2 separate regions of the Triticum aestivum genome follow, and region 2 is linked to region 1. Evidence: chromatin contacts called from public Hi-C data. All regions are on one chromosome and are shown on one strand. The core of a region is the stretch at or near the end of the contact, and the rest is flanking DNA. Distances in the headings are between cores, read along the strand shown.

Region 1 (6,452 bases), core at 1,188-3,687:
CACTTGTTTACTACGCAATCCTTGTGTACTTCTCACATGCTACTTCTGTTGTATCGCGTGCAGCTGTTGCTTGCACTGGAATCATCTGGTCACGCTACAGCATGGTCATTACACCGGTAAGCCATTGATACTTGTTCAGTACATTTAATCTGTAACATTTCGTGCTAAAAAGATATTGTTTGTTGCATGGATCTTCTGATATGATACCTTTTTAAGTACTCCCTGGACTGGCTGTTGATGCTCAGCTTCTTGTTGAATATTTAATATTCCTAAGCCTTCTCCTTTCATTTTTTGAGTACCCTTGAACCCCAGACCTCAGTAAGGAACAATCACTCTCCTTGTTATTAACTATCATATTGATTTCTTATTGACCTTGCTCTGAAAGTGTTCCTGAACAGCAATGGGCGGCATTGAGACATATAAGATCTTTATTTCTGTTGGAGCACCCATTGTTCTTATTCTGTGGTGCTTTCCATTATAACGTTGCTTATCTCATCCTTGGTAATGTTATAATCTTCCAGAAAAACTGGAACCTTTTCAGTGTAAACGTTGCAATGGCCGGCACAGGCTTGTATCAGCTTTCCCGTAAAATAAGGTTTGTCACGAAGTTGATTCGTGTTTTCCCATTTGCTGCTTCATGTCTCAGAAAAGTAAGATGCCACAGTTTGTGTCGATTTTCTTTGCAGGAAAGACTACTTTGAAGATGAGAAAGAGGTTGCCGCATCACTGGAAGGATAGTGACGAACGGATTAATCGACTGAAAGCCCCGCTGCCTAAAATTCAGTGTGCCGCAGGGATGTGTCGTTTCATCTGAGACAGGAATCCATTGTTTCTTTCCATGTCCGAATTGGTTTGTGTCGCTCAGTTGCACCCATGAACAGAGCAATGTGCAAAATTTACACAAACAAGCAAATATTTCTTTATGCATTGTGCAAAAAAAAAACATGCAAATACATCAACCGATCCCTTGTATTTTGTCCTGCCATTCAGTCGTTTGTTACTAGACCATTGCTATTAGTTTTTTTTAGGAAAATGCCATCATGGCGGTTTATATTTCATGTGAGAATAAAGATACATCGTTTGTTAAAACATCCACTAAGAAACCCGGGGGCTTTGATTTTCAAACAATTGTTCGAGACACCTCCGAGTTCTTAGCTAGCAGATCCGCCGCCATATTGGCTTCCCGAGGGCAATGGCTAAAAACTATAGAGATAAAATTGCTATTAGTTGGCATCCGCAATGGTCGTGTGCCGCCTTTTGCACGAGTAAGGGCTATTGCGGCACGGGGCGTGCACGAAGCCTCCTTTTTTTTTGAGGGGTGACGGAGATGGTGCTCCAACTGTTGTCATATTCCATTGAGGTTCAACATACAACCCATTAACGGTGGCGCAAAGGGCGCACTCTCGCGCTAGCCACGTCGTCACAAGAAGACAAAAAGAAAAACAAGGTTCATGCTCCCGCACAGCTCGCTCGATCCCCTTTCTCCTCTCGCTTTCCTGTCTCTCTCTCCACAATACACCGCCGCCGCCGCCTTCACCGCCACCGCCGATTCCTCCTGGGCATGGCCGTCTCCGGCGCCGCCATCAATAGACGGGACTCCACCTCGCCCCACTCTACCGATTTCCCGCCCTAGTCGCAGCTCTACGCCCCCGCTTGCGCCCGCACAGATAACCCTAGAGTGTAGGTCGTGGGGGAGGACGGAGAAGAGGTCATGGGGGAGGAAGAAGAGGAGGACATGGAGGCCACGGGGGAGGAAGAAGATGGCCCCCTCATTCCCGAAGTTGGTCTTCGCATCAACTGTGCTCGCTCCGCCTCTGCTTCCAGCGACCACGCCCGCCACAGTCTGGTGAGCTTCTTCTCCTGTTATGTTCCTGTACCATTTGGTGGCCTCTCTCCCTTCCCGTTTCAGGAGAGGAGTCAAGTACTGGCTAGGTTTTTGTAAATAGGTTGTTGGTTTCTTCTCGTGGAGTAGATTCTCAGGTCTAGCTAGGTTCCAAATAAATTTTGGGTTAGTCTTGTTATGTTGGTACCTTGCTGTCCTGGAGATTTGGATCTAGCTAGGTTTTTACATAGTATGTATTTGTGATAATTGACTACAACAAGACACTTGAAAGTAAATCTAATTCTAAGAGAATGTCTTGTACAACCTGCCATGCGTCTGCAATTAACAAGAATGAAACTACGAACAGGCTATATAGATTTGGCCATTTTCTTTTTTGCATAACTGATTTCCTATGACGTTGTCTGTACTGTTGTTTAAGTAAGTATTAAGAGCAGTACGTACTTGTTTCCTATCAAACTGCATCTACCAAGCACTGTACATTTCCCTATTCTCTGTTCCCTTCCAAAAACAGAATAAATTTAGGCTTAAGGCCTGTTCGGAGTCCCTCCGGCTCCACGACTCTGCTCCCGGAGCGGACGAAGCAGTAGCTTAAAATGTTGGAGCGAGCAAACAGTAGCTCCGCAGATCCTGGTATTTCAAGGAGCAGTGGTTTGCCGAACGGGACCTTACTATCTAACAATAATTCTTCTGTCCATTCGAAGTGTTGTGATTTCCAAACTGAATATTTTAGCATATTATTTTCACCAAGCATGATGTGATATTGTAGAGTTTTAGGATGATGTGAAGCTCATGGCTGCCATGAACCGACAAGCTTATATATTCTCTTTCTCCTGGTCAAGGCAATTGCAATTACTCATGTGGTTATATAATGCAATATCTAGGATGGACCTTTAGCTGCTGAGACCAGCAAATTAGAAAGATGACAAAAACGATCTCATTTTATTTGTATTAATTCCTCGGTTATCATTTTCTGGAATTACTTGCTTTTTAAAAGGACTTTAGAAGGTTCTTGGGTTCAGTCGTTCAGTTATCTGTGTCACTATTCCTTATCAAAGCAGCAGCATTTTATTGTTCTCTCATGCCAAGGTCTTCTTGGTTTCTTATCAACGCGAGTCAACTATAGTCTCATGTTAAATTGCAAGTTTATACTTTTATCATTACAGAGGTGTTGTTGATTTGTTTGATCTCTTGAACAATTGAACAATATTTACTTGTTTACAGTCACACATATCCAGTTGGAATGCTATGACAGGGTTATTAGCCAGGCATGAGGCCTTTTGTCTTCTTAAAAACTATTTGGTTGGAATGATTGACGTGCCACGCCACTGCTGCACTGTAAGACCCCTCAACAGTGATCAATCCCGTGTTTGCTCATACCGATTGCCAGATTCACGCTCCTAGAGGATGTGAACGACAGTGACATCCTGATGCAGGAGTAGCAGCGACGACGGCTGCTGAGCAGCAACCTGAGGTGCCGGTGTTAAGCGTGGATGGCCAGATCTGTGCGGCGGAGGGCGTGGCCGATGCTGGGATGGAGGTCTTGCTGCCAGCCTCCAAGCAGTCGGTAGGCGCAATGGATCCTAAAGCTCCAGGCTGGATCAAAAGGTATGTCGATTTGGAGTGTTACATGCTCAATGTGACTGAAAACTGGACTTATTAGTGTAGGCATAAACATTGCAGGCACTGATAAGAAAAGATATCTTAAACAAGTACTGCACCTTGAGATCTAGATGATTCTGCATTTAGTGTTATGATATGTAGTTATAGCTGATACTACTAAATGGCTCAGATGTACTTGCATCTTTAAAAATCAGTGATTTAGCGAACATTCTGCCAATTGACACATGAAGCAGAGTATAAGAAGTTATAGCATGTTACAGATAAACCAGAGGAATTTGCATGTATATGCGTGTGTTCCTGATTTTGTAGGGTACCTTACAGATTCAGTTGGGATATGTGGTCAAATATTAGGACACTAATATCAGTGTAGGTTACATTTATAGTTGCTTAATTCATGATGCGCTCGTCTTGTCATTTTCATTCTGTGCATGCAGGGTGAGGATTGGGGTGGAAGCACCTGTGAGGACACCTTGTCCCAGTCAAGCACGAGCTGGCGGCGGTGACGCCGCATATGTTATCCAGGATCCTGCTCAGGGGTTTAGCCATCGGCGACGAGATCCAAAAGATGGCCACGGCGGAAGTGGTGGCGGCAGTTGCCCCGGGTGGTGATGTAGAGGGGAGGTACCAGTAGCAGGTGAGGATACTGTGCAATTTTGCTGTGAATCATTGTTGATTATTTGTCGTACTTCTTGTGTTTTGAAGATTTGATTCCACTCTTCTTGATACCCAAAACAAATTCATGAATTCAAAAGATACTGAATTTAAATGTCTGGTTTATATTTCGGGAGCTGACTCTTTTTAAAAATTGACATCTGAATGTAAATAAATGCCCTTGATATGTTTGAATTCCTGTCATCCATTGTTGCAAATTTCCTCTAACTCAATACATCAGTTTCTTATCTTTTTTTGGTCCACCTTCGCTCATCCTGACATTCATCGCCATCAAATATTTTACATTGTTAGCCTGCTTATTTGTTCGTTTAACAGGCTTGCAATATATTCTACAATGCTGATAGTGATGGAGGGGTTTGTTTGAGGTGTACTCATGTAGAACCCTCCAAGTTTTCAAGTATTTTAGTTTCCTATTTTTTGCAATTTAGAATGTTTCATGATACATTTTCTTCTGCAATCTTATTTGGGTGAGCACGAAGATCTCTGAGATTTTCTTCTGCATTTGTTTCGTGCGCATACATAAATGGATGACTCTTCTTCTTTGAGCCCCAGGTTGTGGCAAAAAACCCTATTGCTAGCACTTGCAGGAAAGCTCAACCAAAACCAAAAGGTATTTTTCTTTTTCTTCACTTCAACCAAGTCACTCATGTACAATGAGCAGCACTCAAACCACAAAATGATTTGCGTCTCATTCATTTTTCCGAATGTTCAATTTATGTCCTGGCTTTTTGGTCATGGACATTTCTTCATTACTTACCATTTTCTGATGTTCATGGTAAGGCGCGGCCGTTGGTGGATTTCTGGTGGTACCTCAAGGAGACCTTCCCAGGTGACCCATTCCACGTGGCGGTGCCGGTGCGTGAGCGAGCTGCCAGACCGCACGTGGCGGCGGCGCTTCGATACTTCTTCCCGTTCCTGGAGTGGGCGCCAGCCTATGGGCTGGGCACCTCAAGTCGGACCTCATCGCCGGTACTTCTTCTGGTTCCTTGAAGTTTGATATCCATGCCCCCCTTGTTAGAGCGGTGGAGAGAGATGTGACATGGAGTGAGGGAACTGTCGGCACCGGCATAAGAGGTTGATCTCCACCCCGGTTTCCTCTATGATTACATCAAGGATGTATTTTGTTGCTTGTTGGTTCTGTGTGCGGGAGCTCGATGATTGGGGGAGTTTAGATCTGTGGTTTCATTCTCAAATTCTATTCGTATGGATTGAGATAGAGATGAGAAGGTAGGTCCCTTGTTCATGTAGGTTTTCTCTGTACCACTAAATGTTTGTTTGATTTTTTCCATGTAGGTTCTCTCTGATTTTGCATTAGTCTATGTTCTTAGTCTTCATTCTTTTATTTTCAGTTTATGAGATTTCAGTATTTGATTCACTTATTCTTGGTTTGGCAGATATTCAGTATCCCTGTTCTTATTATTCAAATTTTTTATTTCTCCGATTAGGATTTTAGTACTTTTTCTTTTATTAGTCATCAGTTTTCTTCTTTATTCAATCATATTCAGCATTAGTTCTTGTTCATCCTTTCTTTAACTTCTTTTGTCCTTAGTCTCCAGTTTTCCTCTTTCTTCAGTCATATTCAGTCACACTTTGTTCAGTCTTTCATTATCTACTTCAGTCTGTAGTGCTCCTTGTGCATATATACTTTGTTTTGCTCATTCTTCTTTCTTAGCTTTGTTCTCTCATTTTGTATCGGCACAACCAATAATTCAAGATATCATCTAATCCACATAGGCAAAGGAAGATTTTTCGTAGTAAAATTCAGTATAGTGGAGGGAAAGGAAGGTTTTTCGTTGTAAAATTCACTACACTAGAGGGAAAAAGTTTCTATGTTATTATCTAATTGTTTCAAGGTTTTCTTAGTCATGACTTCCTTTTCTCTACCAGCTTTAGGGGGAGGTCCATCTAATTTGACTTTGCCCTGGGCTGTCTGCAGGTGGGCTAAACAACCAGATTTGGCGGATTAGTTGGACTTGTAAATAATTTTTTCTGATCCCAACACACTTTATATAGAGAAATAGTATTTCTTCATATTGTTACTTTTTTTGTTTGCTTTTGTGCTTATTGCTCATAATGTTAAATGTTTGTTAGGCTGCCAATATATATTATTAGTATCTTACAGTTCTTTCAGTAAATCTTCAGTCTCTTCTTTCTCTGGTCACCTTCAGTGCACATGTTTCTTCATTATTTCAGTAACTACCTTCTCATTGTTCCGCCTTCATTTCTCAAATCCATGCTTATCAGTTATCCCTCTGTATGCATCAGTGATCAATATTTCTCTTCATCCTCATTATTTCTTTTCGAGAGTACGCCAATG
Region 2 (6,452 bases), core at 2,091-4,590, 310 kb before region 1:
CCTTTCTGGTATCTGTACCTGGCTTAGTGGAAGCTCTAAAAAAGTAGTCTTGTTCTTTATTAGTTGAAAGCAATAGAGGGTTAGCCAGTTTACTTTCTTGGGCTCCAAACGAGCCAGTTGCTGTCCTAATAGAAGTTCATGTCAATCCAGCCAAGCCAGTGCCATGTGGTATTCTGCAAGTTTATACTCAAGGGCGTTACCTCCTGGAAATATCCCATGGAGAGGCAACGCGTCCATTGATTTCTTCTGTCCATATTACCAGTTTTATCATTTGAATTGACTTGTCTTCCCACTTCCCAGACAACAGTTGTATCTGTTGCTAACTTCCTCAGTTGACTGGACTTTCCTTTGTGAAATTATGGTTGTGCTTCTGCCAAATAGCACAAGCAAAATTATGCCATGACCGCCTTTTTCCAAGACACGTGTTTGTGAAAAGGCAGACACTTGCCATGAAAAAAATGTTATTTGTTTTTGTCTAAATAGTAAAGTAGTTTCGATTCCGCAAGATAGCATGCAACAGAAATCTCGTTTTTATTTTGGCTACTCAATTCTGCTGTGAGCCTACAGTGTTTAAATTGGTACATAGGACGACATAAAAAGCTGAGTTTACTAGTTTCTACATATACAACATCACTTACTGATAGCACTTTTCAAACATATAAAGGCCTTGCCCTCATAAATTGCAGGGTTCCCTGATTACGAACTTTGGAAATGTGAATTGCCTGAAGTAGCACTGTGTGTCTGAGAAGTTGTTGTGCTGTTTTGTGTCTGGGAAGTCTGGCTTGAAGACAGATCTGAGAAGAAATTTATGACATCAGGGCTTTCACCAAGAGCTCTCAGTGACCTGGGAACGGGAGGCATATTCACATCTAGAAACCCCTCTAGGATTTGGACAATCTGACCTGTCGTGGGTCTAGTGCTTTCATCATCTTGGATGCACCAACAAGCAACCTTACAAGCTCTTGTGAGCTCGTCAGGATTTGCATCTCCTTTCAGCCTAGGGTCCAACAAGGTCTGCACATCCCCTTCATGGAGCTTGCTTGCAGCCAAGGTTGGGAAGAAAGTGGACCTGCCCTCCTCTCCATGATCAGAATTCCTCCTGCCTGATATGATTTCAAGGAGCATCATGCCATAGCTGAATACATCTGCCTTCGCGGTTATGGGCACGCCACTGATCCATTCAGGTGCAAGGTAACCCCTTGTTCCTCTCATCGTCGTTAAAACACGGCTGAAGTCCCGGCCTAAGAGCTTTGCTAGGCCAAAGTCGGATACTTTTGGTACAAAGGAATCATCCAATAGAATGTTATCTGGCTTGACATCGCAGTGTATGATGCAATCCCTACATTTTTCATGCAGGTAGTTTAGGCCTCTTGCTGTTCCAAGTGCAATTTGGTACCTAATGGCCCAGCTCAATGCAGTTGCCTCACCAGGGAAGAGTTGCACTTCCAGGGAGCCCTTTTGCATGTACTCATACACAAGCAGCCTCCTTGACCCTTCAGAACAGAACCCAAGAAGGCGGACCAAATTAACATGCTGGGTTGTCCCAATAGTGCTTACCTCAGCACGGAATTGCTTCTCCCCTTGATGAAACCCATCGAGCCTTTTCACAGCAATAGCAGTTGAATCTGGGAGCTTCCCCTTGAACACCGAGCCGAAGGCACCTCCCCCCAGCTTCTCTGAGAAGTTGCTGGTGACATGCTGCAAATCACTGTACCTGAAGGCAATCAACGTGCCCCCAGCAGTCTTTGATATCCGAAGAGTCCTATCTCGGCGATATTTCTGATATAGGAAGAAAAACACAATGGCAAGGATTATCAGAATTGCAGCAACTCCACCAACAACTGCACCAATGATCACTGCCTTGTTCTTTTTTGGGTCTTGCAGCTCGGATGCTGCAAGCCTGAGGAATAGTGTGCCAACTCCATTTCCACTGTACTGTTCTTGGAGGTTCACCAGGTCCCCAGACCAAATAAAACAGCCAGTTGTATTGTAAGTGTAAGCATCGCATGAACAGCTTTTCAGACAAACCTGCTCACATTCTTTCAAGCTGGCGCCCACTGCACCCCGAGCATTGTCAGGTAGCCTCACGCCTGCCATGGTATAGAACTTATCAGGCTTGGTCTGTGCGGAGCTCGAGTTGATCTGGCACTGCAATGGTACGTTCCTCCTGCACCCACCACTGTAATCCTGAAGATCCCAATCACTCTGGACCTTCTGGCTGAACCCCTTGACGCAGTTGCAGTACGGCAGCGCAGCCTCACTGCAGCTACCATATGCCCCACAGAGTGCATACACCTCACACTGCCTCCGCGGCTGTGACCAGAACAAGATCCACTGCTGTGAGTATTCCACCCATGTCAGCTGCTTGATCTGTCCGGTCACGTCCATGATGAACCGCGAGATGACTGCATCATCCTTCATCGAGTAGTAGAAATAGCTTTCTGTGGCGTTGTCGACGAATTGGAAGTCGTATCTGAAATTGGCCGTCATCTCTGGCACAAGGCTGAAGATATTGCCGTTCCAGGGGCCACTGGTCCAGTAGTTTATGGATTCATTCCACTGGATGAAGTACTGTGTTGTGCCGTTGGGGTCTAGCTCAAGAGAGGACAACCCAGGAGATGGGTCTAGGCTGTTCTTCCAAGGAATAAGCCTCTGGCTCAGACCCGTGGTCTTGTTCAGCCCGAGCTTGCCCCGCGGAAGCCAGGTGTTTGTGGGATGGTCTATGCTTCGCCAATAAACTATCGATGCATCGGAGGCATCGGTGAGTTCAAGGCTACCGCTGTCCTTGATGGTGGCCATGGTGGAGTTGGAGGCTATACTTACATTGGTCGACCATAGCAGCCGGTTCTTGGCTTGATCAAGGAGGACAAGGTTGCCGTTGCGGGCGATTTCCAAGGAGGCGGTGGCCGGGTCGGACACCGGCTTGTCGGTGTTCCACACGGTGGTGAGCACTGGTATGTTGCTGTACCATATGGCTATGTAGTAATTGCTGGAGGTGGATGAGGTGGTGTTACTCTGCGATGGGGAGTAGAAGCCCACGGTGAACTTGTTGCCCGGGGACACGATCTTCTGTGACCCAGACAAGGGTGTGGCGGAGTTGATGGTGTCGCCGGCTGTGCAGAGCAGGGTTTGGCCGAATAGGAGGAGGAAGAAGAATGGATCCATGGATCATGGATGGGAGCTTAGAAGAATAGCAAGGGCTTGAGCGAGGATGGGAGCCTGAACTTTGGAGCCACTCGTGGCTGTGGTTGGACACAGGTTTCTGAGCCTGGTGAGCTACAGGGTTGATTAAATAAGCAGCCCTCTTTGACCTGGTACAGCAGCAGCAAAGGCTGATTGAGAGCCACACGCCCTGCTGCTGCTGCTGCTGCTGAATTGTATAGATGAATTAACAGAATAGTAGGAGTACTAGAATCTTGTGTTAGAATTTATGGCACATGGTTAACGTGTTTTCTTTTCCTTGCTTGATTTATGTTGTGTCACCTCACTTCAATTGCAGTTGCAATCCGAGGTAGCATAGCTATGATGGTAGCGATGTATGTCACTTTCCCTTCTTTAATTATTATTATTCCACTGGATGAAGTACTGTTTTGTGCCATAGGGTTTATTGTGTCATAGAGTACTATTTTCTCTTCATTGATTAATATTAGTGAACAGAAAATGCCAATATCTGACTCTTGCCATGATGCTGACTGTCGGCGACTAAAAAAAGGGAGAAAAATGGTGGGAAGCCAGAAAAGTGGGTTTCCGGCTTTGACTTGGAATATTTAAACGATGGCAGATCTTTGGCCGCAAATATTTTAAGACTGACTTGTCATCTTGCGAATACTCAAAGTTGCAGAACTTTTTTTAGGTTACTTCCAGAATTCAACAACCTGCACGACTCCTCTGGAAGATGGCCAGGCAGATCTTGCAGCTTTGCTGCTGTTCGTCTATCTCTCTCTCTCTTCTAGAACGGGTATCTACCTGGTCTGGGTGAACACCAGAATTTTGAATTGTCTTGTTCGATTTACAGTGCAGTCAGTTCAAGGTTGCGATTTTTCAAAGTCATGTTAATAATCATCCGTGATCGCAGTCTCCACTGAAGGTCTCTGATCACCTTTTCCTTCTTTCCAGCTGTAGGGTTTATACACGCACCTCAGTAACTGAGCGCAGAGACGGATAAGCGCAGAGCCAGTCCACATATGTGTCGAGCTCCAGAGGTATTTACTGGTTACATGGGGCCCAAACTCGGGGCAAAATGACCGGTCGGGGAAAGGAGCGTGATGGCCGTGTTTGACTGGTAATAAGGCTGGTCATAGTGGGGAGTAACATATACTGGTATCATGCATATGATATTAGTGTATAATACTACATTCATAGTGCATAGTATGATAAAATAGTATCATAGATGGTCTCATTTATTGTCATGCATGACACATAGCAGCATAATATTTATTATGTTACGGTATCTATCTATGTTAGAGCAAGTATAATAGAGACTAGTCAGCAGGCTATAACATCTTCCACATCAGCAAAATCATAGCTGAAGGAGAGAGAAGTAAGGAGAGAGAACCAAGCCGGCGCTTCATCAGTAGCTGAGCGATAGCACAGGAAACGAGGGAATGGAGCCTGCATGCAGCCTGTGCGAGCGCTATGGACGGCGTTTAGCTCCTCCCAGCCAATCCTTGGACTTTCCTTTGCCTCAGCACAACATGCATGCATTAAATGTATAGCTAATACTACAGCCGTTCTACTATACGAGGTTTTTCAAATGCGGGCTATAGATGACATGGCGTTGCTATAGAGCCGGCAGCAGGCTTTACTATTAACCTTGCTCTTACTATGACCCTTTCTCTCTTCTTTAATTATCTGCCACGTAAGCATGTTTGCGAGTCCCAAGTACATGATACTACTCCCTCCTTTCCGGTTTATAAGGCTTATCTCAAAATTTTAGTTTTTTCATTTTATAAGGCTCAATTTGGTTGTTCCCATCACATATTCAGATTCCAAGATGCATTAAATCATTACATGCAAGTATTAAGAGAAAATTGACCAATGTATGTACTTTATGCATGCATGCATTGCAATTAATGCATTGGTAAACATATTTTTTTAGAAAAACAAGAGCATTAATTGGGTGCTTTTACAAACTACAAAAAGTATTTCATCACACACCATCTACCTTGGTTGGTGAGATTTTTGAATTGAGCCCTATAAACCGGAAAGGATGGAGTAGTTATGTTACCCCCACTATGGCCAGCCTAATAACAAGGCTAGATACAACCTCTTTCTTATTCCCTGATTCCTGGGTAAATCATGTTTCAGGTAGTGCCCTGTCCTGCTCGGCCATTCAAGAGCTTTTATGATACGGGCCCAGCATTAAGTAGCGTTAAAGGTGGTGGACGGATAGAAACGAAATGGAGGAGACATCAGCACGCGAGTGAGAGGAGGGGAGCCAGGGCATTCTTGATATTTTCCGAAGAGAAAAATTCATTATAGGGCCGGGGATCCCGTGGAATGAGCCTCCTGCTCTTCCGCAGGCGCATCGGGGTCGGGAGAATCTGGTTCACCGAGCTCGGCGCGGCGAAACCGCTATAACTTGCGTCGGTGGCCAATTTAGTCTCTGTAGTTAGAAATACCCGAAATACAATTACTAAACTTGTTTTAGGGTCACGTACGGTCCATTCTACGCTTTGCTCTACGTATTTGTTGATGTGGCACTTGTCCAGTCACCCACTTGGCCGCTTGACTGCCACGTCATCTTACCCGGGAACCAAGGTTTTTTTTTTTTGTAAAATCGCCACAAATAAAAAAAAAACTCTCCCGTCCACAACGCTCCCTCTCGCCGCCGATCCCCTTCCTCCACCACCACCACCAGCGGCACCGGCCCGGCATGCTCCGCCTCCTCCTCCGCGGCGCCACGGCTTCCTCGGGACCCCGCACCACAATAAAGACGACCACCGCCTCCTCCTCAACCTCCTCGATGTCCTGGGTGTGCGCGGTGGCGTCCTTGCCCCTGCCGGCGGCATCGAGCAGGAAAGTGGAGTTGGGGCTGCCGCTACTGAAGAGGAGGCACAAAAAGCAGCCGCGGTAGACGCCGGTGCCCACTTGCGGTGTGCGGCGGACGAGTAGGGCGAGTGGCCGGACATGGCGTGGGTGGCCTCGGCCTGCAGGAGCTCTCCGTCGCCGCGGCGACAGCGCGAACTGCACCATCAGCACGTCGGCAGCCTCCATGACCCATCCGCACGCTGCCCCATGACCGGTGACTTGAGCTGGGCGGCATCCTGGAGTGGCCGGGCTCCCCTGTAGATTGAACTCCGATACTATTCAGTACCACTTGGTCTGAAATTTGCACATTTTTCTTGTTCTTGCAGCAGGAATTAATTCTGTACTATTATTTGGGTCTAGACTACAGCGCACACACTCCTTTGGAGTATTATCTACTGACTACTGTCATAATCTGGGTGCTG

The links. Hi-C and Micro-C count contacts between places; a contact is called where the count stands out from the background.
Region 2: a contact with region 1 is called in a Hi-C map of leaf, with 6 times the contacts expected there. The contact joins the promoter of LOC123052440 here to the promoter of LOC123055738 in region 1. A contact is called at or near these places in 2 of 5 Hi-C or Micro-C datasets (leaf and an unstated tissue) and 1 of 1 datasets of contacts at active chromatin or transcription factors (leaf).

The regions. Positions count from the first base shown.
Region 1 is chr2D:181,612,742-181,619,193 of IWGSC CS RefSeq v2.1, reverse strand. It overlaps LOC123055738, which reads left to right and starts at 2,437. Exons shown (of 6, transcript XM_044479623.1): 1 at 2,437-2,491; 2 at 3,277-3,448; 3 at 3,898-3,922; 4 at 4,451-4,489; 5 at 4,916-5,104. The coding sequence starts at 2,437. LOC123052439 (mitochondrial pyruvate carrier 4) reads left to right here. Exons shown (of 5, transcript XM_044475615.1): 3 at 1-116; 4 at 522-595; 5 at 687-1,008. The coding sequence ends at 738.
Region 2 is chr2D:181,922,424-181,928,875 of IWGSC CS RefSeq v2.1, reverse strand. LOC123052440 (G-type lectin S-receptor-like serine/threonine-protein kinase At2g19130) reads right to left here and starts at 3,340. Exons shown (of 1, transcript XM_044475617.1): 1 at 513-3,340. The coding sequence starts at 3,165. The coding sequence ends at 697.